Regions from separate parts of the Mus musculus genome. Here region 2 is linked to region 1. A link is a contact called in public ChIA-PET data. All regions are on one chromosome and are shown on one strand. The core of a region is the stretch at or near the end of the contact, and the rest is flanking DNA. Distances in the headings are between cores, read along the strand shown. Region 1 has its middle 42 kb from the start of 1700095J07Rik. Region 2 overlaps Lncpint (long non-protein coding RNA, Trp53 induced transcript).

Region 1 (5,202 bases), core at 1,191-3,690:
TGCAGTGTGAGAGATGGTGCGTGGTCCGCACTAACTGTCTCCCACACTTGCCGAGTGACTCCTTTCTTGCAGAAGGAACTGTTAAATTGTGCTAGAATAGACCTAAAGAAATGTTGCCAATGTAACCATTTTACATGTAAAATTAAGTAATGTTTGCACATATACAGTGTTGTTCATTTCTGTCCAGCAGCAGCAGCAGCAGCAGCAGCAGCAGTGGCTTTGACTCCCATTGCAACAAGTTTCACTGCTTCTCACAGAAACTTATTCTTCACTTACCTCCTACACATTCAGGAGTTCTCTCTCTCTCTCTCTCTCTCTCTCTCTCTCTCCACCCACCCATCCTTCCCTCCCTTCCTCCATCTCCCTCTCTCTTTCTATCCTACTCTTCTTCCCTCCCTCTCTGTCTCTCTCTCCCTCTCCCTTCCTTCCTCCTTCCTTCAAATAAATGGAATCACAGTCATACACATTGACATTTGTGGGGCTACCTGTATTCACTCACACCTTTAATGCTAGCGCTCAGGAGGCAAAGGTAGGCAGACCTCTCTTAATTCCAGGCCAGCCAGGGTTAGTCAGAGTGAGACCCTGTCTCAGAAAAAAAAAAAAAAAATCATGTCTGGCTTCTTTTGATTGGCAGGTTTTCCTACCTAGTCTGCATCAGGCTCGAAATTTGTTTCATTTCTTTCATTAACACAGAATGGTCTCCAATTTACTGTATGGCAAGGATGATCTTAAACAGATCCTCCTTCCTCTACCTCCTGAATTCTGAGACTTGTAGAGGTGTCTCACCATGTTTGAGTGTTCCTAAGAGACAAGGTCTCACTCTGCAGTTCAGGCTAGCCTCGAACTCACAATCACCCTGCCTGGGTCTCCCAAGAACTAGGGATTCGATTCTTTTGGGTACATACTTGAAAACAGAATTTCTAGGTCATGTGCTTAAGTACCTTCTGTTTTAAATCACTTAGTTATCACATCAAACTTGATCAGATGAATAATATTAATCCTCATTTTATGGATGAGGTACGGAGAGTTTAGTCATTCACTGAAAGTCACAGAGTAACGAAGAGCAAAACCAGAATTGATGTCAGAGATGTTGATACCAGAGACCACTCTCTTTATTTTTTATTTTTTATTTTTTTTTTTAAGGAAGGCCTCCAACACACACCCAGTTGGGAGTGGCATTCCATTTTTTTTTCAATCTCTTTTTTTTTTCCATTTTTTATTAGGTATTTAGCTCATTTACATTTCCAATGCTATACCAAAAGTCCCCCATACCCACCCACCCCCACTCCCCTACCCACCCACTCCCCCTTTTTGGCCCTGGCGATCCCCTGTACTGGGGCATATAAAGTTTGTGTGTCCAATGGGCCTCTCTTTCCAGTGATGGCCGACTAGGCCATCTTTTGATACATATGCAGCTAGAGTCAAGAGCTCCGGGGTACTGGTTAGTTCATATTGTTGTTCCACCTATAGGGTTGCAGATCCCTTTAGCTCCTTGGGTACTTTCTCTAGCTCCTCCATTGGGAGCCCTGTGATCCATCCATTAGCTGACTGTGAGCATCCACTTCTGTGTTTGCTAGGCCCCGGCATAGTCTCACTCTCTTTATTTTTATTTATTTATTTTTTAAAGAAGATGTCTTGGCTGGCCCGATACTTACTATGTAGCTCAAGCTGGCCCTGAACTTATGACAATCCTCCTGACTCAGCCTTCTGAGCTGGGATCACAGACATAATGCCCAGCCCCAGAGTCCACATTTTTTTTTTTTTTTGACCATTGTCGTAGACTAGCATTGTCAGCTGACATGTGAGCAGAAAATAATTGTGCCTTCATCATTGAAAGGAAATCCTATAGATTTCAGAACTGTGAGCTGCTTTGAAGTTGGGAGTGGTGCTGAGTCCCGAAGGGATGGTCACCAATGAAATAGGGAGTGGGACACAAAGGGACGTTTAAAAGTCACTAGATCAGCTGGGTGTGGTGGCGCATGTCTTTAATCCCAGCACTTGGGAGGCAGAGGCAGGCAGATTTCTGAGTTCGAGGCCAGCCTGGTCTACAGAGTGAGTTCCAGAGTGAGTCTACAGAGAAACCCTGTCTCAAAAAAAAAAAAAAAAAAAAAGTCACTAGATCAAAGCTCTGCTGAGTGTGTTTGGGAAGATCAGCCATCTCCTAAAAGCTGTTAAAACAAAACAGACAATCCCAGTACTGGGGATGCTGAGGCAGGAGGATTGAGAGTTCCTGGCTAACCACACCAGGATCCAGTGAGATCCTGCTGAAAAAAAAAAAAAAAAAAAAAAAAAAGAAAGAAAAAGAAAAGAAAAGAAGGCTGGAGAGATGACTCAGTGGGTATATAAAAGTTATCGCTGAGGCTTCCAGTCTTTGTAACCATTGTAACTATGACAACCTAGACAGAAAATGGGATGTGGCTTCTGCTAAGTTTGAGGTGACAACAGGATGTCCAGGTGGAAACATCCAGGAATCTGTGAGAAAGGGTGGTGAGCCATACAAGCCTGGGCTAGAACATGTGAGAACACAAAGAACAGAGCTCGTGAGAGGGTGCCAAGGTTTTCACTGGGAAGCCTCGGTGTGTTCTAGTCCTGTCTGTCACAAGGTCCCGGGCCTGCAGCCAGCAAGAAAGCCACAGCTAATGCTACCATTCACGTGGAGGCCAAGCCCCTCCCTAGCCATAGTTGAGATCCCAAAAACATCGTCTGAGCTCTGTTTTAAAAGGACCAGGCTGCATATTTTTCATAACAAACATTTTATAAGATATGTTGGTATGAAAGCTTTGGGCCACAGGTAATAGTAGCAACAAAGACACATCTTAGGAAAAATTGATCCAGGTCATTGGATGCAGAATCAGGGAGGGGGCCCACGTGAGAAATGGGACACTCATGTAGACTCAAACTAATTTGCCACAAATTACTCATAATCACAAAAGGGCAGATAATAACAGGGAAAAGAGATTAGACATCTTAACCAAGAGAACAAAATCTATGTCTCCCATTTGAGTACTATCCAGTGTGGACCCTGCTTAGCTTCTAAGATCAGAGCAGAGTAGGTGTGATCAGGGCAAGATGGTGACAGAACAAAGACTGTCTCATTAAAAGATACTATGTGTCTCTGTGTGTGGAATCTCATGCAGGCTATGTTGTTACTTATTGAATATTTCAGTCAACAATGTAATCTAGCTGGGCATGGAGGTTCACACCTTCACGTGATCGCAGCAAGAGAAAGGCAGAGGCAGGCGGAACCACTGTAGGTGCCAGACCACACAGAGCTAGATAGCAAGATTCTGTCTCAAAAACAGAACAAAGAAAACCAAAAGGACCAATGAGCTGGCTCAGCCAGTAAAAGGTGCTTGCTGCCCTGCCTGATGGCCTGCTTTTAATTCCTGGAACTCACAAGCTACGAGAGGACTAACTCTTATAAATAATCCTCTGATCTTATACCTGCACACACACAAATAAATAATTTTTTTAATTGACTACAACATCAGTGGTGAGCCAGGATTACATACTTGTCTGTAATCTCAGCATTTGGGAAGTGAGGAGCAGCAGGAAGGAGGCTCAGGGTCAGCCTTTGTTACATGTTGACTTTGACTCCCTGACACCTTGTCTCAAAAAAACAACAAAAGTGCTTGTTTGTCCAGCAGTGATGACACACATGGATCTCTCGGAGTTCCAGGCCACCCTGGTCTATAGAGTGAGTCCCAGGACAGCCAGGGGTCACAGAGAAACCCTGTTGAAGGGCTAGAGAGATGGTTCAGATGTGAAAAACAGCTGCTGCCTTTCCAGAGAACCTGAATTCTGTTCCCAGCACCAGGCTGGGTGACTCACAACTTCCTGTAACTCTGGCTCCAGGGGATCCCATTCCTTCTTCAGGTCTCTTCAGGTACCTGAATACAGGTGAGCACAAATACACATGTATATATATATGTGTGTGTTTCTGTGTGTGTATGTATATGTATATGTATATGTATATATATATATATATGTGTGTGTGTGTGTGTGTGTGAAAACAAAATAAGAAAAAATATACTTAGGGTCTAATCACCAGGAAATACCATACATACATATCCAATCTGGGAACATGCTTTCAACTGGCGTTTATAAAAGGCCATATGAGAGATGGGACAATGGTTTAGTGCTAAGAGTTCTGGCAGCTCTTCTAGATGACCTAGAGTCAGTTCCCAGGACCCACGTGGCACAATCTGTAACTCTGGGATCCTAAGGTGCCAGGCACACATGTAGTCCACAGACACATGCAGACAAAACACCCATACATATACAAGTAAAAATAAAAAAATTGCTGGGCGTGGTGGTGTACGCCTTTAATTCCAGCACTCGGGAGGCAGAGACAGACGGATTTCTGAGTTCGAGGCCAGCCTGGTCTACAGAGTGAGTTTCAGGACAGCCAGGGCTATACAGAGAAACCCTGTCTCGGAAAAAACAAAAACAAAACTAAACAAAAATAAACTTTTATAAGATCACATGTCTAGAATAACAAGAAAAGTGAATGAGAAACAGGCTCAGGGGAGACTAAATAACTAGTTACAACTAAATGTGGCATGTCAACCTAGGCTTAACTAGTTACAACTAAATGTGGCATGTCAACCTGGACTAAACCCTGTGCCAGGGGAAATGCTTTGAAGGACACCATTGCTACTACTAACAGGATTAGGATATGGGCTGTACATTAAATAAGAGTGTAAACTGGGGCCAGAGAGACATCTTAGTGGTTAAGAGAACCTGCTGCTGTAGCAGAGGACCTGGGTTCTGTTCCCAGCACTCATGTGGTGGATCAGAACCATTCATAAGTCTGGTTCCAGATGATCATTTTCTGGCCTTACCAGACATGAAACATACATATATATGGAATCTTGTTAAAAACAAACAAGCTGGGCTGGAGAGATGGCTGAGTGGTTAAGAGCACTGCCTGCTCTTCTAGAGGTCTTGAGTTCAAATCCCAGCAACCACATGGTGGCTCACAACCATCTGTAATGGGATCTGATGACCTCTTCTGCTGTGTCTGAAGACAAATACAGTGTACTCATATAAATAAAATAAATGAATATTTAAAAAAAATCTTATTGCCAGGCAGTGGTGGCTCATGCCTTTAATCCCAGCACTTGGGAGGCAGAGGCAGGCAGATTTCTGAGTTTGAGGCCAGCCTGGTCTACAGAATGAGTTCCAGGACAGCCACAGAGA
Region 2 (5,202 bases), core at 1,423-3,922, 780 kb after region 1:
ACAACAGAAAATTGAGGACAGCAAAGAGCAAAATAAAATCTTCCACTAGTAATCCAAAAAGAATTGAGAAAAATAATTACACCCATACAATATCAAGACATTATCCAAATAAAAGGCCTAGGAAATTAAAAATCACGAGCCCAAGAGGAAGCACCAGAAACCACTGTGGTGGTCAGCCTACTCACACAGCTTTGATCCCAGGAGAGTCATTCGACTATACAGTCAGTCCCTTCCCTGTGCTGTGCTAGGCTGCATGGGACTGTCTCAAGTTCAAATGGCACACACTGAACAGGTTCACGGTAAGAAGGCAGGGACACAATGTCCCACTGCAAGAAAATCTGTGTTTATTTTTAACTCCTCGGCTAGTTTACACCGTGATGGATAAACTTCTCTCCATACCTGTTTTTCCTTACACTGCCCTTCCTGTGGAAACAGCAGGAGCAGTGAGGTCAGTGGTTCAAAACCCTGCTCAGCACGGGGTCCTCCTCTGTGTGTGTGTGTGTGTGTGTGTGTGTGTGTGTGTGTGTGTGTGTGAATGCACAGATGTTACCGGGCACGAATATGCTGTCAAAGAACAACCTCGGCCGTAGGTCCTCACCTTCTACCTCAATATTTGCCCATTTTTATGTGCCAGGCTAGCGGCTGGGACTCGTTTCCACAGGAGCACTGGGATTACAGCAGTACATTCCTCCCTATTTTATACTGAGCAATGGCCCTGGCCTCCAAAGCCCCCCTTTCTATTAATGAAATAATAATAATAAGCTCTATCACGTGGTACTGTTCCAAAATACTACTCAACAGTAATATCAACAAGTGTATAAATAGCTTTTAAAAGGCTAGGGCAATTCCCTAAATTCAATATAAAGGAGAAAAGCAATGTATAAGTAAAATATTTATATTTCAATACAGAAATAAAGAGGCCCTTGTAACTTACTTGGGTTTGAGCTGACAGACAGGCCAGCATGATGGCAGTATGTTGCAAGTCACTGCCAAGTCTGCTGTCCTGAGCTCCATGCAAGAACTCAAAGTTAGGTGGAAAACCACACCTGACTCTTGTATATTGTCCTCTGACTTCCACACGTGCACAGCACGCATGTGCCATAGCGCGTGGGCACATAAGTAAGTGGATTTTTAAGTTTTTAAAGTAGTCAGATAAAAGGGTGAACCACTGTTAGACAACAAAATGAAAGATAATATACTCTGTGAATTACAAAAATACAAAATAGTTTTGTATTATAAAAATGTAAAGTTAAATCTAGGCTTAAAAAATTATAAACTAATTGGTGACTACATGAACACCTAACATAAACTCATTTGGAATACTGCGTACGTTTTCTTGTATGGGGCTTGCACCTTAAAGTTCCCTCAAAGAACAGCCAGAGCGCCCTCACGCATTTCCACTAGGGGGAAGACCTGCTTCCTGAGAACCTCGGCAAAGAGCTACGGGATCGCACTGAGAACCAGGGCACCAAAGACCAAGCACCCATACACCTAAGAAGCAGATGGCCGGAATACAAAATGGCTGTGAAGAACTTACTTTAGACCTTCGTCACTACATCTATATTCAATGCCATTTCCTCTTTCTGAACTGGGAACTATCAGGCGCTCCAGACAGAATTCGGGAGTGGAAAGCTTTCTCTCTCTGCGCCATTTATTTAGGGAGCACAAAGTGATTCCAACTTGAAAAAAATTTTAAGATTCAAATCTGGCTATTTAATGAGACCAGGGAGTTTTCAGAGCTGTATAGCTCCTGCTTCCTCAAAACAAGAATTAGAGCATTCTTTCGCATGTGGCCAGCACAGGAAGGGGGAGCCATTTACTGTAAATGCCTCTCTGATGCAACCAACCACCTCGTTCAAAGAGAGAATTCATCCAAGAAGATTTAGTCACTTCTTCTAGAAAAATGCCACCACACTGAATGTACACAGACCAAAGCCCACGCCCAGAGACAGGGATGAGCTGCTTGGCCGACAGAAAACAGACCAACAGACGGGGAAGAGAGATCTTGACTTCACCAGAAAAGATTCAGCAGTGTTCTTTCCGAGGTTGGCCTCTGAGACGGGCAAGCCGGACAGACATGTTACCATCAGTTCCTAAACTCATTACAGGGATCGTTCCCCTCTGCCTAGCTGTGAAAGCACCTCCTAAAAACTTCCTAAAAACTGGTTTAGAACCAGGAACTAGGCGTAATTAGTAACTTAGTAACTGTGGCTACTTAGTTTACAAAAACCTTTCAAATGCACAAGGAAAAGAGGAATCCTGTAATTTAAAATGTGAAACTGAAAGTACAACTTGATGAAGGTGGGTTACACATGAAGAGGGTGAGACAGAAGGAAACGCTGAATAGCAGTTGGGTTAAAAAAAAAAAAAGAAAACTCAAAGAAAAGCAGCTCTGAGCTTCTTTCCCTAACACCCCCAATCCACACAGAGGAAACTAGGGGAGGATCCCTCCCATTTCTGCTTACCCAGGGCACCCCGAGTTCTTCTTAGGGCAAGATGTGCGCACTTGCTTTTCTGGAGGAGGCAGGGAAGAGTCATGGCTGTGTTCTGATGAAGCCGGGGATCCCCTTGATGAATGAAACCACAAGGGGGTAATCTATGTTGGCTCAGCAAGCCATTGGCTACCGGGTGCTGAGGCGTGTGGAAGTCTCATTTGCCAACCTTCTGGTAAGCCTCTCACAGCCCATCTCAGGAGAGCCGCAGGATGCATTACACCCGGGCAGAGTCAAAACTAGACAGGGTTCGTTGTTTCCCTGCCACTCTCCCCAGCCCAGAGGAAACCACAGCCAACCACAAGGAGAGCTGGCTCCTCCGCCAGGCGAGAGAGAATTATGATGTCGACACCGGCAATTTACCAACGTATCCCACACCAATGCCAGAGCTTGCTCTCTGTATATGACTGCTGGTGAGTCTGAAGTAGGTACAGGCAGGCAGGTACCACACTCTCAGGCTAAGAGGCCGGGGCCATGGTTTGGGGATTCCATGGAGGTGGGAAAGTTATAAAAAAGGAAATGTTAACTTTTGTTGAAAAACTAACAAGAGCTGAAACAAAGGTGTAACCCAGCCTTCATAAACAAATGTTTCAATGTGTTCTTGAACAACCTGTGTTGATGCCTCTGTGGGGCCCAAGAGTGTGCCCCTCATCCAAGCATCCTGGGTCTTTATCCTGCACTTTACCATTTAGGGCCATTTGCCTGTCTAGAGAACTAACACTGCTGACCGCAGACACCATTGGGTGATTTCTCTCTGACTCTAGTCATCAGGACAACCCCACGTAGAGCATCTGTAACTTTTGTGAAAGGAGAGTCAGGTTGAGTTGCCTGTGCCTGCCCTCCCCCCAACCCCCACCTCCATGCTAGAGGGGTAAAATCCAAGCTGACAAATGCCGGAGGAAGAGCAGTCAGTGTTTGAGACTGAATCCAAACATTATGTCAGAGCAGTGGTTCCCAACCTTCCTAATGCTGCGGCCCTTTAATACTGTTCTTCATGTTGTGCTGACCCCCAACCATAAATTAGTTTTTGTTGCTACCTCATAACTGTAATTTTGCTGTTAGGAGTCATAATGTAAATATCTGTGTTTTCTGATGGTCTTGGGTGACCTATGTCAAAGGGGCTGCCACTCACAGGCTGCATTAGAAGATTGTGTGCCTGGGGAAACAAAAGACACGCTGCCAAAGGATGTGCACGAGGAAAAGGCGCGGGAACCGGACAGATGCGCTGCGCTATAGGCTTTAAATCAACAACTTTATATAATGAGTTCTACATGGACTCCCCAACTCAGCTACCTGACTCGGGCAACAGGCATCCAAGTGAATGTATGCCCTACACAAGTGGTGCTTGCTCTGAGTACCTAACTACTTCCAACACTCTGTGGACATAAAAATTCTGTAAATTGAGATTTAAAAAAAACCCACTCAGGACACATATCTGAAATGACACCATCTTCCTATATTTCTTTTAAAAATTTTTTTTAAACGTGTTATGTGCCTGCATGAGTTTATGTGCACCAGGGTCAGAGGCCAAAAGAGGACCTCGAACACCCTGGCAGTTCAAACCTGGATTCTCTGCTGGAGCAGTCAGCACTCAGTCATGAGCCATGCTCCAGCCCCACTCTGTATCTCTTTGCTCCATACTGATTTCCACAGGTCTGCAACCAAGCAGAAGCCTTGGGAGTTTCCAACTTCTCTCCTCCATCCTCACTAGATATTTCAGTCCAAATGGTGGGGAAGCCTCGTCTTTACAACATAGACTTAAGAATGTTATGAAATGTGAAGTATGGAAGCTTGTTCCTTCCATAACACAAGCTTTTATCTTAACCTTCTATATGTTTCCACAAATACTTTCTGAATCGAGAAGTCCAACTAAGAAAACCAAGTATTCGCAAATAAAATTTTGTTTCAGGATCATTATCTACTGGGACATCCCAACACCAACAGGAAGGAAGCTACCATTTAACTGTCCTCTCAGCTGATCTAGCTTTGTTTAATGTTACCAGTATTTTGCCTAATAGTAAAATTTAGCTGTGTATCAGAACAGAGATTCTCATATTCCATGTTAGCACTGAAACCTGTTTCATTCCCCAAATAACACTAGGTGACGGCTGATGCACACTCTAAATGGCAGCAGGACACCGGGTTGATGTGGTGTCCCAGGAGCCTCGGCATTTCCGGCTTACTCCTGTTGAAGCATCACATTTTGGAGATGGTACAAATACTATTGCTACTTCTTTAAACCCTATCAATGTATTCTGTGTATGCTGTCATTGTCTCAGACTGAGGCATACCCGAGCTGATTTCTTTTTTTTTTTTTTTTTTTTTTTAAAAGTCATGTCAGGCCAAATCTCACACAAATGTCTTACCTGCCCCAGTAAGTTTCAGAGTTCCACCACACCTGACAAGTGTGGAGCCGAACACAGAAATTACTATCTCTACTGGCAGAGCCCCTGGGCAACCATATCCTTAGGGGGTAAGTTTAAGGTCATTTTAGAAGCGTAAACCTTCGTCAAGACGTGTTTCAAAACGTATGAGAATACCATATTAATGACTAAGAGCTAATGTTACATTTCAACCCAGATATGTATATACTCACGTGTTATTTGCTGGTGTGTAAATCTGTGAAGCCCTGCCCTGTGTACTAGCTTTTCTGCCTAGAACAGGCCCCTTACATGAAAACAGCCCCCCCCCCCAGTTATTACTGCCAAGG

What was found. ChIA-PET counts read pairs in DNA pulled down with a chosen protein or histone mark.
Region 2: an RNA polymerase II ChIA-PET map of effector CD8 T cells shows a contact between it and region 1, with 12 read pairs. The contact joins two enhancer-like sites. A contact is called at or near these places in 4 of 115 datasets of contacts at active chromatin or transcription factors (bone marrow-derived macrophages, effector CD8 T cells, memory CD8 T cells and 1 more).

What each region holds. Positions count from the first base shown.
Region 1 is chr6:30,344,386-30,349,587 of GRCm38.p6, forward strand. No RefSeq gene overlaps it. Among named protein-coding and RNA genes, the nearest start is that of 1700095J07Rik, 42 kb to the left of the region's middle. Within about 2 kb of position 2,441, at least 68 of the 459 cell types and tissues checked have an H3K27ac peak or open chromatin away from gene starts, as enhancers often do. A contact at or near this core is called in effector CD8 T cells, memory CD8 T cells and pancreatic cancer cells, where this site is marked.
Region 2 is chr6:31,123,984-31,129,185 of GRCm38.p6, forward strand. All of the region lies in intron 3 of Lncpint (long non-protein coding RNA, Trp53 induced transcript), which reads right to left. Among named protein-coding and RNA genes, the nearest start is that of Mir29b-1, 63 kb to the left of the region's middle. Within about 2 kb of position 2,673, at least 247 of the 459 cell types and tissues checked have an H3K27ac peak or open chromatin away from gene starts, as enhancers often do. A contact at or near this core is called in effector CD8 T cells, memory CD8 T cells and pancreatic cancer cells, where this site is marked.